Linked DNA regions of Mus musculus: region 1 is linked to region 2. Evidence: chromatin contacts called from public HiChIP or PLAC-seq data. All regions are on one chromosome and are shown on one strand. Each heading gives the region's core, a stretch centred on a gene start, on an enhancer-like site or on the middle of the called end of the contact. The rest is flanking DNA. Distances are from core to core; before and after follow the strand shown.

What was found. HiChIP or PLAC-seq counts read pairs in DNA pulled down with a chosen protein or histone mark.
Region 1: an H3K4me3 HiChIP or PLAC-seq map of bone marrow-derived macrophages shows a contact between it and region 2, with 6 times the contacts expected there. The contact joins two enhancer-like sites. A contact is called at or near these places in 1 of 15 datasets of contacts at CTCF or cohesin (large pre-B cells), 3 of 484 Hi-C or Micro-C datasets (bone marrow-derived macrophages and nephron progenitors), 4 of 115 datasets of contacts at active chromatin or transcription factors (the 230-238 cell line, bone marrow-derived macrophages, embryonic stem cells and 1 more) and 2 of 9 other capture datasets (bone marrow-derived macrophages and embryonic stem cells).

What each region holds. Positions count from the first base shown.
Region 1 is chr17:5,709,953-5,714,594 of GRCm38.p6, reverse strand. It overlaps Zdhhc14 (zinc finger, DHHC domain containing 14), which reads right to left. Exons shown (of 9, transcript NM_146073.3): 4 at 2,070-2,207. Among named protein-coding and RNA genes, the nearest start is that of Gm41519, 58 kb to the left of the region's middle. Within about 2 kb of position 2,569, at least 31 of the 459 cell types and tissues checked have an H3K27ac peak or open chromatin away from gene starts, as enhancers often do. A contact at or near this core is called in bone marrow-derived macrophages, where this site is marked.
Region 2 is chr17:5,559,103-5,563,335 of GRCm38.p6, reverse strand. The region is part of intron 1 of Zdhhc14 (zinc finger, DHHC domain containing 14); the gene reads right to left. Among named protein-coding and RNA genes, the nearest start is that of Gm52305, 34 kb to the right of the region's middle. Within about 2 kb of position 2,970, at least 3 of the 459 cell types and tissues checked have an H3K27ac peak or open chromatin away from gene starts, as enhancers often do. A contact at or near this core is called in bone marrow-derived macrophages, where this site is marked.

The DNA of each region.
Region 1 (4,642 bases), core at 1,320-3,819, 150 kb before region 2:
TTTAGCTACCAGTGACAGTCTTCCTGGGAAGTTATTGCTACCCAGAATAAACAGAGATGAAATTCACTTACTGACGCCTTTTGGGTGATGGTGTTACCCTTGTCCTGCAAGGACACATTGGGGGAGTTTGAGCTAAGCTGAATCTGATGAGAAGAGAGATCAGGCTTTGTGTTTGATATAATGACATCCTACTTTAAACAACTTTTAAAGGTTTTTAGTGTGTGTGTGTGTGTGCAGGTGCATGACGACATGTGACCAGGTGTAAGTGTGAAAGCTTGTGAGGTTTATGAGTGTGTACGCGTGTGTGAGGAACTGCACAAGTGTGCATATGTTTTCCTGGTGTTTATATACAAGATTGAGCAAGGGAAAAGCAGGCGGAAAGCTCTGGTGAGGCTCGGAATGCAACCTGATAGCGTGAACCGGAAGCTGCCTGAGCTTTCCTGAAGGATGTGAGATTGTAAGTCGTGCCTATTTCAACCATGTGCAGATTCATGGTGCGGCACAGGGTTTGGACCCTGGTTAATTTTGCACATGATTTTTTTTTATCTGCAAGTTTTTTTTTTCATAAGAAAGTTTATAAAATTTATAAAAGAATGTAAGGCAAAAATAAAATACTATTTCTGAGTATCATGTATGTGCAGAGTATGCCCAGGTGCACAATCACTTCCTTCAAGACAACACCTAACACCCTTGGCTTTTTCTCTGCTACTTTTGTGCATGAACCTACAGACCAGCTCTGCTTTTGCCATTTGGGGATTCAAAAAGCCCCAAGAAAGGGGGCTCTCTGCAAAGCCACCTTGGCACCAGCTCCAACAGGCATGGAAGAAGACTCCGATGAGTACCAAGCTTCTTCCACAAACCCACTGACTTAGACTCTCAGGCATGTATTCCCGGTTTGTGTCCCGTCCGGACAAGAGAATTGCATCAGAAATGCCTGGAGATGAGAAGAGTTGCGAGTCCTTTGGGTAGCTGATGGCTGCACTTGACTGCTGCTTGGAGACCGCTGGGAACCATTCTGGACCCCTACTTCCCTAGTCCATCCCTGGACTCCACCCGAACAGGAGGAGAGGGAAATGGAATCTACAGAGCCTTAGCCTGCTCCATTCATAAGATCCACAGCAGCAGGGGAAGACAATAGAGCCGCTCTGTTTAGATACTTCCAGAAACACGCCAGAGCAAGGCTGTGTGCTTGCTAATGGGTTCTTTACTTTGGGAATGGCTGAGAGGCAGAACTGCTAGCTAATGTGGGCAGTGACACTCTAATGGAAGTTTAAAGGTCTAGATTTGTAGCTCAATACCAATTAACTTCCTTCTCAGCATCCCCAGTTGTAGGAAAGGGAATAACTTGGAGACAAAGAAGCTCAGTATGAACTTCACAATGGAGAATGAGGGAAAAAAAAAAAGCTGCATTCTTATGCAAATAGGTTAAAATCACTTACCCTCAAATCTAACTTAAAAAAAAAAAGCCACATTCCTTATTCATCAGAGACTGTACATACTGTGGCAGGAAATTGAGGATCTCATTGGATGTATATTTTGAACATATATAATGTGTGGAGGAGAAAACCCAGTATCTGTCCTCAGCCATATTCTTCCTCTAGGGATGTATATTTTTAAACCATGGGTCAGTCGATACCATGACATATCCTTCCTCTAGGGATGTATATTTTTAAACCACGGGTCATTCAGGAGCAGATTCAGCTATTCGGTAGTTTTCATTATGTCTGTACAAAACGGAGTGGTGAACCTTTCAGGGGACACCCCCCCCCCCCGCAGACATCACTGAAGTGGGAGAGGGCAGGCATGTCAGTGTGATGCCTTGTTAGCATAAGTGGGACCTGGTCCAGGTATCGTCTGGAAACTGCCATTGGAGGGATGGGGTTTAGGAATGGGGGGGATGGAGAGGGATGGAGAAAGAGAAGCCCAGAGTGAGTAGACTGGAAGGGAGGAGGGGCTGGGGGGTGGGGAGAAAGCCAGAATGGTCAGAAACAGTAACTCAGAATCACATGAGAAAAGCCAAGGTCAGGCAAATGATTACATACGTCACCTGTTCCGCCAGGCATACTTACGATGGATGACGTGTGTGATAACGAATGCAAATATAAAGACTGTCAGAAAGGACAGGGATAAAATAAACATATAAAAAAATCTGTAGTTTCTTTTCCCCACACAGTTGCCTACCCAGGGACAGTGGTGATCAAACTGTTCTGAAATGAGAGGCAGAGAAAAGAAAAATGGAATTTAATTAATAAGATATCTGTTTACTCCAGGGAGCCCCTCCCTCCCAAGATACTCCAATAATATAGCAGAACAATATCGGATTATGTATTTCCAAATGGACAACTCCGAGAGGACCTTACTAACACTGAAACATTTCAGGAGCATAGTTAGTCTTTCAACAGAACACAGGTGGTTTGAAACACCAGATGTGAATTCCTCTCAAATGGTTACTGAAAGAAACAGTAGCATACATTCTCAAACTCAGAAGTAAAGACTTGATTCTTCCTCACAAAGAACCTCTGTGTTCACAGAACAATCTTCCCTTAAATGGTGCCAACACTATCTGATGACAAGGACTGGGCAGGGCTGGGGCTGGGGCTGGGGCTGGCGCTGGCTATGTCATTGGGTGGCCCGGGACACAGTAAATGGTCACAGAAAGAGTCTGAATGGGCCTCGGGCAGGACAGGAGGACAACCCTTTGTTTTCCCACTCCAGTTATCGTCCCTTAACTCAAACTAGTCACGTACATTAATACATTCCTATCAGGAAATGATGTCGCTATGCTATCTTAGAGACAAGCAAAGCGAGGCATGAAGAGATGGGAGAGTGTGTGCAGAGGCAGCCAGTTGAGCATCAGAACAATTAGCCCTGAGACCAGCCCTTTGGAGATGCTTCATCTAGCATATACACTGCCTGTGGTCTTTCCTAATGGCAGCAAGCTATGTTTGGGCACTGCACGCCATTACTCCACTGTGCCAAAGTGGAAGACCAAGGCTTCTCATTTTTGGGGAATTCACTCAATGTCTGCAAAGCATTTATGGTCTGTTCTTCCTCTTATGAGCAAAGTGCTTCCTCTTTCTATCCAGATAATCTCCCATGCAGACTGACCACCCACTCCCTTTAGACCACCTGTGAGCTGGGGGACGTTCAGCATCCAACTTAGCTTTATACTCGGGCTCTTTCCTCTGCTTTCTGCCTACCTAATTTCCATACTTTCTCTGTTTGGGCTTCAGAAAACATAGAGGGACTGTGCTACCAAGTGTGACTTTATAAAAAAAATATAACAGAGGTGAGCAAGGTGGTCAGCTTCAGGAGCCACTGATTATGAACCCCTACGTGCCATTGTTGAAAAGGCACAAGGACACCTGGGTAAGGTTCATGATCTAGGAAATGGAAGGGACACTGGACTGCAAGCAACATGAACAAGAAGAGGGGACAGCAGGACACATTCCAAGCGCAGTGGCCTGGTGACAGAGCTGATGACCCATGAAATGCAGACACTTAGGGACAGTGATTACTATTGGTGTGTCCCTGGGAATTCCACATTAACACACACTGTCTCCTAACCCCTTCAATAAAAACTGCCTCACTGTGGCTAGGGGACGGTGAGTTACGCAGGCAGTCTGTGCTAGGTACTAATAGATACCTATTATGCCACTGGATATTTGTTCAAGATCACGGGGGCCCCTAATCTCTAATGTAAGCCACAGACTCTGACATTATGTCAACACAGAGCTGTCAGCCCTAACAGATATGCTTCCTCTGGTAAGGATGCTGTGTGCATAGGGGTGGCGGGTAGATGAAAACTGTACCTTCCTTTCCATTTTTTTTGTGAGCCTAAAAATGTCTTAAAAAAATTAAACAAGCAAACATCATCTCCCCTAAGTCATCAGTCCACCACCTATACAACATCAGGTCCACATGATGAAGGATGCAAAAGACAGGGGAAATATCTGGACCAGCCAGATTTTCCCCAAGACTATAAGGCTATTATTTCAAGCAATTACTTTCCTGCTTGACAGCTGAGTATAGAAAATGGGAGTGGGAGCAGAAGCCAGGAGCTGATAAGCATGCTGGGCCAGACTCTGCCTTCAGTGGTATGGCTGGTTCTGCAAATCCTGCATAGAGACGGAGCCTCTGGAAGGCAGGGAAAACGGCTCTCAGCAAAAGCTGAGAGCATGCAAGGCACATGAGGAGCCATTGGCATCTAGAAGCCTCCAGAGGACAAGGTTTTACTCCGTGTGACCCATTTCCACAGGGTAGGCCTTTTGATTTTAGTTCAGAAATCTTTAAATCTAGCCAAACAACACTGCTGCGATCTCTTGACAGCAGGACAGACAGCCAAGGATGACCCTTTGAGTCTTGTGGTCTCCTGGAGGCTTCTGGGAAGTTAGCACTTTCAGGTTGGGCTTGGGGCATGGCTCTCCCGAAGCCTGGCCTGTATGTCATTTCCCTTAGAACTGTGTCTTGTTGAAACTTTCTTGGTGGACAAAGTCCCACTAAAACTGCAGGTGCACCGAGCCATTCTCCATGGACTGTCTCTCGTGTCTCTTCTGCAGATGTGGTGTTCATAGTGGCTACCAGGTCTGAGGCTTCCAGGCCTCTCTGGGGATGCAGAAATCAGGTATCATGGGCCTGTGAA
Region 2 (4,233 bases), core at 1,721-4,220:
GATCAAGCCAATCAACACAAGACTGGCACAAGATCAAGCCAATCAAAGCTCCAGGATGGAGGAACTCCCACCCCTGAGCTGAGGAACTTTTGGTGGCTTCTGGCTTTCAGGGAGAAAGAGTCAGTTTTCCTTGAGGAGAGATATGGACTCCTGTAGTTGCACATGCTCTAGGGGATAGTTCTATACCATGTGCATACAAGCAACACTTATGGGACTCAGTGGTTTGTTAAGGGAAGAAAAAGCAGAAATAGTTGGGAGGGGGTATGGTGGGAGGCCCTAAGAGGACTTAGAGGTGATAGATATAATCAAAATATGTTGGATCCATAATATATAAAATGCTCAAGGGACAAACAAAAATGGGTTTGAAAATTAGCTTAAGGTCCTGAGTATTTAAAAATAAAAGAATTGTAATTTTGTTAATTTTTGTATCAAAACATTAAAAGTGCACACACACACATACAAACACATACACAGAGGGAGAGAGAAAGGGAGAGGGGGGAGAGAGAGAGACAGAAACAGAGAAAGAGACAGAGAGGAAGAAAAGTCTACCTTATAGACATGATTGACTGGGGATAAAAATGTTTGAATAAAGGTGACAGATCTCGGCTTGTAGAGGAGTGATCTTGTGTCCCCAAAGGATGAGTCCTAATGTCAGTGATTTAAATGGCTCAGGGACACACTCGGGTCTTCTTAGGTAAATCTATTTATGGAAAAATCCTAAATGCATTAAGAAATCAGAAGTGCAGCTGGTAAGCAGCTTTAGTCAAAGTGTGGAACTTTGCCTGAAGGTCAAGCCTGGGAGAAGGAGCTCTGGGTCTCCATCAGCTCGGTCTCAGATTTCAATCACAAGATCTCAATGCTACACAAAAGTGATCCTGCACCAACGGGGGCCATTTCCTGTAGACTCGTCTGGAACACATGGTATCTGAACACTTCGTATTGTCTGCCAGCCTCCGTGCTCATTCAAGACTTCAGCAGGTCCTTCTAGTCTCTTGATCTCATTTCTTCCTCCCCTCAAAAGCATATGTCATCCTCAGTAATTATTATTCAGAAAGGAAGCCTTTCAGAACGTCTAAGAATGAAGATAGTGGTTTCTAAGAATGGAGATGACTGTTTATTTCTGCATGATTTCTTCTATTACCCTAAAGAAATTAATTTGAATTACCTAAGCCAAATGTTCTTACATAATTCTTTTTACTGCATCCCACAATTATTTCCTGTACTATCCAATGGATTCATACATTCATTTATTGACAAATTATGCTTACGTAATAAACACTAAGTACATCAACATTCATTAAATACAGGGCCTACTGTGTCTCTTGTGTTAGGTATTGGGGCTAGCTGCCCATGATCAAGGTCCTAGGAGAACTCTGCTTTCAATGTCAGCGATAAGGTACAGATTTCACTACTCTCCATCTCGGAGAACAACCCACCACCTGGAAAGGGTAAAGGTCATTGCTCTTCTATTTACCGCCTCACACACCTCAAAAACTTGTTACTATTTCTGACATTGATTTGTGCTAAATTTATCACAGGGAGGTGTACCAAGGGTCAGCAGCAGCCAGCAAGGTCACTTTAAAGATGAGTCGGCTCCTTTGGAGTCAAAAGCATGGCACACATATCATAGCCTCAATATCTCACCTAAGCCAGACATCAGGTCGGATCCTGTCCACAAGGGGCTCAGCAACATCTACAGCACAGGCAGACACAATGCTGGGTTTTTCACATCAAAGGTTCTCCCACTCTGGGGAGAAATTCGAAAACAAGCCAAAAAAATTGAAATGTTTTACTATGAATAGATAAGTGATGCTGTAAATTAAAAATAAGAGGAAAGAAAATGTCAATTACAGGCATCGGTTTGAAAGGATCTAACTCAAGATTCCTGTGGGCAGTATATGGGAGCAGAAGCTATTTGCAGTTTGTTCCTCTTTGTGCATCTGTCTTGCTTGGAGAGTATTTGTCAGCTTACATAAGGAAGAACGCTGAAGCCGGGCGTGGTGGCGCACGCCTTTAATCCCAGCACTCAGGAGGCAGAGGCAGGTGGATTTCTGAGTTCGAGGCCAGCTTGGTCTACAAAGTGAGTTCCAGGACAGCCAGGGCTATACAGAGAAACCCTGTCTCGAAAAACAAACAAACAAAAAAAACAAAGCAAAAACAAACAAGCAAACAAACAAACACTGAAATCCAGTTGTCGAAAGGCATCAACAAACTTGCCGGAAATATGTGAGTTTTCTTAGAAGCTGTGTGTGTGTGTGTGTGTGTGTGTGTGTGTGTATGTGCACGTGCATGCAGTATCTGTGGAACCCAGCAGAGGGCATTAGATTCCTTGGAGCTGGAGTTACAGGTGGTATCAGACACCTCGAATGAGCGTGGGGAACCAAAGTCAGATCCTCAACAAGCACAGTAAATGTTCTTAATCACCGAGACCCCTCACCAGCCCTACAGTTCTTTATTAATTCCTAGCTCAACATGTTGCATAGATTCCAAACCAACCCTCTTCAAAACCATGTTTGCTAACATTTATAAATATTTACCCAAGTTGCTACCATATGTGTCTCCAAAGCACAATTAGGTAAGACCAAGACTCTTATGGAAAAATCTGCAAATTAGTTTGGTTTGAGAACTACTATAAATTGATAACTTACTTAATCTCACCTCAGTATCTAGCATAGCCTTCTAATCAGACAGAAAATAGGGCTGTGTCTATAGCGACATCATGTTCATTAATTTCTCATGACCTGCTCGAAGCTGTCAAGAGCTTTGGGTGTTCAAAGCTCAGTTAGTCCTCAAAGCATCTTCGTCATTATGTGTCAGTATGGCCCTCACTTTAAGGTAAGAACATAACTCACAGAAATTACAACAGTTCAAGGTCATAAGCTTAAAAGGCAGGAAGTTCCTGTACAAGTTCCTGTATAGCCTGCCTTCAAAGCCCTTGGCTGCTGGGGTGTAGGCTGACCAGCACAGTGGCTTGCTCAGGTTCCAGACTTTCTGAATGAATTTTACCATCAGTGATGAGTCAGAGGGAAATTAGCGTGTCTTAGTGAGGGTTTCTATTCCTGCACAAACATCATGACCAAGAAGCAAGTTGGGGAGGAAAGGGTTTATTCGGCTTACACTTCCATACTGTTGTTCATCACCAAGGAAGTCAGGACTGGAACTCAAGCAGGTCAGGAAGCAGGAGCTGATGCAGAGGCCATGGAGGGATGTTCTTTACTGGCTTGCTTCCCCTGGCTTGCTCAGTCTGCTCTCTTATAGAACCAAGACTACCAGCCCAGAGATGGTCCCACCCACAAGGGGCCTGAAACCCTTGATCATTAATTGAGGAAATGCCTTACAGCTGGATCTCATGGAGGCATTTCCTCAACTGAAGCTCCTTTTTCTGTGATAACTCCAGCTGCGTTAAGTTGACACAAAACTAGCCAGTGCATAGTGTCATCTGATCCTGCTCAGAGAAAGACTAGTTCATGTCCCCAGACACTGAATCCAACAAGCAAAGTGAATGCCAAGAAGTGGAAGTAGAGACACAATAGAGAGCACACTATCCATGATATATTACACATCTTTCTTTCTCTTCTGTTTTTATCTTATATTCAGGTAAACCTATGATGGGTAGGAAATGAATGTATTTAATGGACCAAAATTTTTCATGAGTCAAGAGTGCTTATCAACCCTGTCAATTCTTTGTCAGCCTAACTGCACACCCCAGGAAATGCATCTTCCTTCACACTGAAGTGTAGCCATCAACCGAGAAACTTCGGTGACAGCCTAAGGCTCAAGTGTCAGGAAATACCAACTATGTTTCAGGTCACTTTCTCGGCTGCCCTGCCTCATTGTCAGTGTGTGGCCTTAGGCAGGCCACTGTACTTCTCTGGGTACCACTTTTCTCCTTTAAAACCAGATGGGCGGGGCTGGAGAGATGGCTCGGTGGTTAAGAGCACTGGCTGTTCTTCCAGAGGACCCTGGTTCAATTCCCAGCACTCATATGGCAGCTCACGACTCTCTGTGCCACCAATTCCAGGGCATCTGACACCCTCACACACACATACAGGCAGGCAAAACAGTAATGAACATAAAATAAAAAATGCGCAAATGGGAATTGGACATCTTGCCTGGTTTTGATTCTGATTAATGCACACACACAGGTGAAGATTTTAATGTCTCCCTTTAATAGTTAATGGGAACTACTAATATACATGAAAATATTTTCATTTTTTAAATATGGTCATGACT